Linked DNA regions of Mus musculus: all the other regions are linked to region 1. The links are chromatin contacts, called in public HiChIP or PLAC-seq and promoter capture Hi-C maps. All regions are on one chromosome and are shown on one strand. The core of a region is the stretch at or near the end of the contact, and the rest is flanking DNA. Distances in the headings are between cores, read along the strand shown.

Region 1 (2,611 bases), core at 77-2,576:
GAAAGGTGGCTCTGGTTTCTGGTTTGACAATGGAATGCATACTGGATGGAAAGAGCTTAGCAGTCCAACAAAGAGATATCCTACTGCTGGTATAGTGGACATCAGAAGAGAAGCCAAGATCAAGCTTTGACCTCCAAATTAACTAATGGCAGCTGTTGCTGGACTGAATATGAAGGGACAAGAGAAAAGAAAGAAGCACGGACAGACTGCCATGTCAAGTGTCAGGCCTTAGAAATGAGAGCATGGCAACGTGGGAGAGATGCAAGTAAAACAGGTTGGAGGAGCAGGGCAAGTCTGGTGCAGAGGACTCTGGCAGTTAGGTGTGGTAGGCCTCTGGATTACAGGTCATGGGGACCCACGCTAAAAACAGTAATTTGGGAAACACGCATATACACATACTGTGGGAAAGATATTTAAACAAGAGTCTTTTAAAAAGATATTAAGTTTAAAAAAACATTACGATTCCAAAGCCCATTTGTGGAGAGTTTGCGCAGTGAATGCTATAGAGACTTCGAATTTGGGGCATGCCAGGATTTCTAGTTCTGGCGGACTTGAAGATCCCAGCAGCCCAAAAGGTAGTAGTAGTATGGAGGAGGCGGGAAGTGAAACTAAACCGGGTTGATGCCGCTCCATGCCACAGGATGACAGCAGAATTCACCGATTCGACTTTTATTCAGAAGTAAGGTAAAGATCAGTGTTGGAAAAATGTTCCCCAAGAAGGTCCTTGCCTCTCGATTTCCACTCGGCGCCGGGAAAGGTTATCAAGCAAGGCTAAGGACAGAGACGGGGGCAGTGTTTCTGTAGGACTCAGAGGTCCCAAAATTCAGCGGTTACACAGTCGCCGGGGATGCAGCCTAAGCCCCGAGGATGACTTTTAGCGCAGTAGCTGCGTCTTCACCTTTCCGCTGTCCCCTTCACCGCGCCTTTAATGGCAGAGACGTGCGAACATTTGCAGTAACTATTCGGGTCCCGGCAGCACCCGGACTAACAGCGCGGCCTCCAGTCCTCCCGCTCCGGGGCCCGGCCGTGGAGGGCAGAACTGACCGCCCCGATCCCCGCTCTTGCCTTGGGCTTCGGATACCCTGGGCAGGGCAGCCTGTCGGGCACAGACCCCCGACCTCTGACCTCCGCGCCTCGGTCCACCCCGGAGCCCCGCGGAGACGCTCGGCACGGCCGTCAGGGCCCGCTGCGGCCATCTTACCGTGCGGATCCCGCCTCCCGTGCGACAGTGTCTGGGTGGCGGCTCCGCGGCCGCTCCCGGGGCCGGGGAGGGGCGGCAGAGACTGCGGAGATAGAGGAGGCGGAGGCGGCGGCGGCGGCGGGGGCGGGGGCGGGGCGCGGAGCGGAGGTAGCTACACCGGCGTCGGCCCCTCAGACACCTCTCGCGAGATCGTAAGATTTCGAGATGCGAACTGGCAACCAATGGAATCCTCTCGCGAATCGACCGCCCGGGCGGTCGCCGGAAACCAGGGTCTCAACTTCCGTTTTTGCGCAGAACTCTTCGGCAGGGCTCTGGCTCTACGGGTTGGCGCGAGAGTCAAAAGGCTCGCATCGCTTTTGCGCAAGATGGCTGCTGCGGGGGCATTCGCGTACTGAGTGCTAGCGCGGGGATGGAGACGTGTAGACTGAGTTCGAAACGAAGGTCCCAGCTCTTTTCTTGTTTTTGTGTGTGTGAAGTGGGGGTGGGGCGAGTAATAGGTGTGTGTGAACACCGGAGTGCGCGAGATGAGGAGGGCATTCCCCGGCTTGTAGTCCGCCAGGCTCTAGTCCCAAAGACAAGGCCTCCGGATGTGAGCGAGCTCCTAGGATTTATTCCGGGAACGTTGTAATCGAGGCCTGATCAGCGTCAGAACGGCCCTGCCTAGAGCGATCTTTGTGGCCACGCTGGAGAGCGGACTGCGGAGACTGTTGTTCCCTCGTTTCTGGGCACTAATAAAGGTGACTCCCTAGTGCTGGGGTTCTCAGGGACATGCACGAAGTTAATCCCTACTTCTAAGGCAATCATCGAAGCAGAGCGGATCCATGCTTCAGAAGTGCTCACAGTGGGGACCCCTCCGCCGAGGGTACTCCCTACTTCTGGGCGCTCACAGTGAGTGTCTTTTTTCTTAGCGGCGTATGGTGTGGACCCAGCTCTGAACTTCGGCGGAGGGGATTTCTGCCGCCGGAGAAGGGACCCCTATTCCTCCCAACCCCGAATCCTGTTTACCCAATGCCTTGTTATGGGTTAGATATTCCGGTAAGGGATGGGGGAAGTTGGAGGCTCTTTAACACTGCCGGATAGGAACGGTTAAATGGGTATTTGCATATTTATGTGTCCATTGTCTACCGGAGGTGAATGCAAATTCAGTCATTGTAATGTAAAGAAATTCTGGAATGCTTCTGGAAGGAATGTTGGTCCGTCCGCCCTGAGATGTTTGGGTGTGCTTGTTTAAAGATGAACTGTCCAGGGAAAGCAACTTCTCATTGAGTCACTGAAAATAAGACCAGTTTAGCAGATCTGTCAGACACAATGACCACAGTGGCAGTCTCTTAACTCCATAGCTCTACCCGAAGCTATCCAGGTTGGTATCGACAAACTTTGTAGCACTTACTTTAACTCTGGGTAAAGTTG
Region 2 (2,611 bases), core at 52-2,551, 890 kb before region 1:
ATCTGTAGAAGTCAGAAGACAATTTCAGAGAATCAGTTCTCTCCTCCTACCTCGTGAATTCTGGGAACTCAAACTCAGGGTTGACAGAGCCTTTACCCTCTGAGCCACTTCACCAGCCACCTACTTGCCTTTTTATGTGCCTATACCAAATTCCACGTTTTTCCTTTACTCCCCCAAAATCTGACACTTCGTAAACCCAACTAAAATGCCACACTGCTGAATATCTCTTGACTTCTGTCCTACTTTTTGTGCTTATTTATACCAATACCGAACTTGTCTTGTGAACTGCAAGTCTTCTGAAAACGGCTGTGAATGCCTCCCTTCTCCTACCATTACCAAGGAAGACTTATGTTTCCCTAATCAAATGCATAAAAAGTAGGAAAAATACTATTCATCTACCCAACACCTTATGACTAGTGGCACTGCCATCTCTGTCCAGACGGCTGAGAATTTGAACAGGTGACCTACAGCCACACATCCTAGAGAAAAATGTTTAAGGGAAGAAAGGTATAGCACACTCTTACTGTATACATCAAAGACTCAACTGCTTCTTACAGCCAACTCGCTTACGGATATTACTTCAGACACCAAGACACTGAGATTCAGACCCCTCAGTCATATCTTAGAGTGGTAGTCAGGCCTCATGAACCTACATATTTCGACACATACATACATACATGCATACCCACTTTGTCGGAAAGGCATTATGCCAAATTACCTAGTTGTGGCGGTGAAAGTTAACCTTGTTTTTGAGACAAGGTTTCGTTAAGTAATTCTAGCTGTCCTGAAACTCGCTGTGTAGCCCTGGCTGTTTTGTAATTCGCTATGTAGACGAGGCTGGTCTCTTAACTTAAAAACGAAGGCCTCTGCCCCTGCCCCATCCCATCCCACCCACCCCCCACAACAATGCTGGGGTTAGAGACGTGCGCCACTAGCTCCAGCCCCTGGTTTTTTGTTTTATTTTGAGACGCGGTCTCTCTAGCTCTAGTGGCTGCTAGTCCAGAATCGTTCTCAAATAGGCCAAGAGCGAGCTGTGTTCCAGGGCACCAGGCACCCTACCCGGGGCAAACTCCCCCCCACTGCCTTACCCCCTGCCCAGCCCGGGTACGTAGCCCAGCGGCGCAGGCATGCCCAGGAACGGCTTCTTCTTCTTGTTCATGGCGGTGTTATTGACCGAAACACAGAAAAGCAGGGGAGCAAGTATACGACAGAAGACTCAGAGTCCTCCGGGTGTCGCAGCAGTAAGAGATGCAGGCACTACGTCACCCGCGCACCGGAAGTAGAGAGCTGGGTCACGGAAAGCCCCGCCCACCTAGAGCTTCGGGCGGAAGTCAAAGATGTGGGTTTGCAAAGTGTTTCCGGCCAGCGCTGTGTGCAGTGTTTGTTGCGGGAAGACGCGCGTGCGCGTGACGGTATTCGGTATCGCGCCACAAGGACGTGGGTTCGATTTTCATGCCAGCCTTGACGCGGAGCCGGAACGCATTAGTCCTGTTCAGGAGCGTTCCGGTGCAAGCAAGGCTGCGAAGCCACTTAGTTCAACCACCATAACCACTTCAGACTAGCCTTACTGTACTGAACCGTATGCGGCCACCGACGGTCCAGACTACGCCATCAGATCCGGGACCACTCCAACCCCCGCGCGCCTTCTGAGGACAGATGTATAGTGCACTCAACAGTGTGTGGGCCAGCGTCACAAGCTTGGGAGTGATTGTGTGCCCAGTGGCTTGAGTGGACTCACACCACTCTACTTTGCACAGATATTTTCTGTGTGCAGCTCCTCCCGAAACACAATGCCAGTCCCACCTGTTGTGTAATAATAGCTTCAGGCCGTGAATTAGGCTGTACAGGGCATTAACCCCACGCTATAAAAAGTTGCTTAGCCTCGGCGATGTCTACCTGCAGAAGCAGTATGCCACCCCTGGGAAACAACCCTGCTCCGAGTTAAACCTCAAAAATAGCTGTAAACTCCTGGTAGCTACTCTGTGTGTATGTCCCAGCCCTTTTAGGTTAGGGGCCCTCAGTGTTTAAATAAAGCAGTCTCAGCCCGTTGAGACAGTCTGCCTCTCAGCCTCACTTGTCTTACACCTCCTACACATGGGGAGAGCACCAGACTCTAGGGCCGACAGGAAAAACTGCAAGTTGTGCAGCCTGGACTCTGCTGGATCAGACAACCAGGCCTCTACAGCCAATGCTTTTCAGTGAGGTACTAAAGCAGTCCTGGCTCCCTAGACAGGTTTTTAGGGAGGAGCAGGATTGAGTCTGTGAACACTGACCCACAGGGAACTGTGCCTGACAGAGGGGCTTCACAGAGATAGGAGTATTGCCTGAAGTTCAAAGCAAAGTGGTCCGTAAATGAGGGTCAGCAAATACTCCAGTAAAGAATGAGCTAGTAGCTGACTCAGACAGATACAGACACCAACAGCCAAGCAGTGGATTGAGCTTGAGGATTCTTATGGAAGAACAGGGGAAAGGATTGTGGGTCCTGAAGGGGATAGGAACTCCACAGGAAGACCAACAGAGTCAACTAACCTGGACCCTTGGAGCTCTCAGAGTCTGAACCGCCAACCAAGGAACATACACCGGCTGAACCTAGGTTTCCCCACTCATGCAT
Region 3 (2,611 bases), core at 77-2,576, 530 kb before region 1:
GAAGAGCTCTTTTTGCTCTCCAGAGATCTCCAGGTAGCTTAACCATCACTAGAGAAAATTCCAAAGAACTGCTATTCCATTCTGCTAGCTCATCTCATGCAGACCAAAAGCCCAGTTTTTAAATTTCCATATCAATTCACTTATTTATTCCAGGTGCTCTTTTGATTATCCTATTAATCAGCGTCCTGTGACCCCAACCTTTTGATTCAGAGACAGCAAACATACATTTTCTCTTAACATTGCAAAAGAATTCAGAGATCTGTCTGCCTTAGTTAAGCCTAGATGACATGCTAGTTTGTTGGGACCCTGCCCTGAAATTATTTCCACCATGCACCGTTTCCATCACGCCTGAGTCTAACCTTGCTCTGTCCTAGGCTGACCTTAAACTCAGGAACCTGCATGCCTTATGCTTTTGTATCTTTGCGACAAGTTGGCTCATTGTGTACCTGTCTCTGTTCCTTTAAATTCATGAAACCCCTCATAATTCATATCGCATCCTTATATTTTTGGATAGTTAAGAAATTATATATTTTCAAATTCCCGTATTTAGAGCTCTTTCCCATAGCCTCAAGGGCTGTCCTGAGGGTTCCAGTGTTTACCATTTTGCAGAGACATAGCCACATCCTCGACTCCTGGACTCTGCTGTTTCTAATTCTCCTGGAGTCATTAATGTTAACAGAGAGGACATTCCTCGAAGGAATGTGAAATATGTACATTATTATACAAACTTGCCTTATGCCCACAGCAGCCATTTGACACTCCTGGAGGCTCACACCAGGACCCTATTCCAAGGGTAGGAACCATGTCACTCTGTCCCCACGGGGGCCATGCCAGGCACAGCATTGACTAAAATTATTAGCGCTTCAAGGAAGAAGTCTAGTGCCTTTTAGGAACAGGTCCTGCCCCAGCATAGAGTTCTCTGTTCCTTGCCTGTCTGGCCCTGCTCCCAAGGACCCTAGCCTTTGGCTATAGCACCCAGAGTAAATTTCCCAAGGCTCTATAGGCAAAGGCTCTCCCACTCCCAAATAGGGGCTTTTTTTTTTTTTTTTTTAATCCTAAAGCCATCTACCCTGGGGCTCATCTTACGGTTCCCACACAAGAGAGTACAGACGTCTAAGTATGAGTAGGGGGAGGGACCGGGAAAGGGCCAGGTTAAATCCTGCTGTGTTGACCTCAAGGGGACTGTGGAGGTGGGGAGTGGGGGAAATCTTCCTAGGGCCAGGGAGCTCCGCCAGGTCTGGGAGGGAGGCTATCACTTGAGGGCGGGGCAGGGGCGGGGCAGGGGGGGCAGTGAGGTAATTTCCGTGCTCTGTCGTCAGAGTTCTGAGTCGCCCCAGGGGCAGAAACGAAACTGATCGCTACTCTTAAGTCGATGCTGGTGCACTGGGTGAGTATGGGGTGGTGGCTGGGGACTGGAGGGGCCACCTAGAGAGGTGTGAAGACCACCCCTTTGCCTGCAAATGGGCAAGATCAGTGGCCTCAGACAGACCCTAGCATCGGACAACTCCATGGACCCCTCTTCCTGCTTCTCCAGCTGCCGGGTATGGGGTTCTAGCTCTGACGACTTAGAAAACTCCACAGAGGAGTGCAGGGAGGGACTGCAGGCTTTGCCTGTTGCTCATTCTTTCCATTTAAAACATAATCTTTGTACCTCAACGATTGCCTTGAAAGTTTAGAGGGCTAGGGTATAGGTCAGTAATAGATTATTTGCTTGGCATGTATGAGTGAGAGAGAGAGAGAGAGAGAGAGAGAGAGAGAGAGAGAGAGAGAGAGAGAGATATGACCTGACTAGGTGTTTCAGGGAGCTAGCTGTTCTCTCGCCCATCCTTGCTGGGTGGTGGTACTAACTAAGACTCTGGGCTCTGGGCATTGCCTCTCCTTCTGGCATCTCTATGGGAGCTCTGAGGAGGGCTATCCAACCTGGGTAGAGCGGAATTTCTACAAGGCTGTGTCCTCCCCTTCAGAGGCTCCTGTTGCCAAGTCCAGGTGGGCTATAGTAGTCCCAGCAGTCAACTAGCAGGTCTCAAGAAAGGGGGTACTCTCTTCAGACGGCCAGGAGCCCCAGAGTTACCAGATGGAGGATTCTGAGGCCTCCCAACTCTTTTTTTTTTCCAGCAGCCACTTGGGCAGGACTTGGAGAGGCCTTTCAGGAGGAAAGGTTGAGTTAGAGTTCCCCCAACAAGCCAAGACTGGGCAGAAGTCTCTGTCCTACACCCGACAGAGGTGTAGGTCCTTCTTGACCTTGGGCTGACTTGCTTCTCTTGTCCTATCACCTCTCCAGGGCTGACGGTTTCAGTACAGCAGCTGCCCAGAAGCCTGGCTCACAATCCTGAAGGACCTGGCCTTTGTCCGAGATGGCATCCGTGGGTTGCAGTCTGAGGTCGGCCAGCACATCCGCCACCAACGGGCCATCCTTAGCCGGACTCTGTGCTAAGGTAGACCTTTACCTGGGCTGCTCCCGCTGCACCCAGTGCCTCAATGAGAGTACCTACATTCTGCGTGAGGTAGAGCACACCTGCCCCAGGGAGATCTTGCTGGCCCGCTTCAAGCAAGCAGCAGAGAGCAAGATCTGGCGTAAGGTGGGCCGCAGGCCTAGCTTCCCAACGCCTAT

Evidence for each region. Promoter capture Hi-C pulls out the DNA fragments that hold promoters and counts their contacts. HiChIP or PLAC-seq counts read pairs in DNA pulled down with a chosen protein or histone mark.
Region 2: a contact with region 1 is called in a promoter capture Hi-C map of liver, with 3 times the contacts expected there. The contact joins the promoter of Prpf6 here to the promoter of Gid8 in region 1. A contact is called at or near these places in 4 of 39 promoter capture datasets (liver, neural stem cells and pre-B cells), 2 of 484 Hi-C or Micro-C datasets (embryonic stem cells and muscle stem cells), 2 of 115 datasets of contacts at active chromatin or transcription factors (embryonic stem cells and memory CD8 T cells) and 2 of 9 other capture datasets (adipose tissue and liver).
Region 3: an H3K27ac HiChIP or PLAC-seq map of bone marrow-derived dendritic cells shows a contact between it and region 1, with 10 times the contacts expected there. The contact joins the promoter of Helz2 here to the promoter of Gid8 in region 1. A contact is called at or near these places in 1 of 39 promoter capture datasets (macrophages) and 4 of 115 datasets of contacts at active chromatin or transcription factors (bone marrow-derived dendritic cells, extraembryonic endoderm stem cells, memory CD8 T cells and 1 more).

The regions. Positions count from the first base shown.
Region 1 is chr2:180,708,941-180,711,551 of GRCm38.p6, reverse strand. Gid8 (GID complex subunit 8) reads right to left here and starts at 1,326. Exons shown (of 5, transcript NM_001289652.1): 1 at 1,202-1,326. It also overlaps a transcript of Dido1 not described here.
Region 2 is chr2:181,600,009-181,602,619 of GRCm38.p6, reverse strand. It overlaps Prpf6 (pre-mRNA splicing factor 6), which reads right to left and starts at 1,301. Exons shown (of 21, transcript NM_133701.2): 1 at 1,089-1,301. The coding sequence starts at 1,159.
Region 3 is chr2:181,240,742-181,243,352 of GRCm38.p6, reverse strand. Helz2 (helicase with zinc finger 2, transcriptional coactivator) reads left to right here and starts at 1,326. Exons shown (of 19, transcript NM_183162.2): 1 at 1,326-1,387; 2 at 2,282-2,611. The coding sequence starts at 2,355.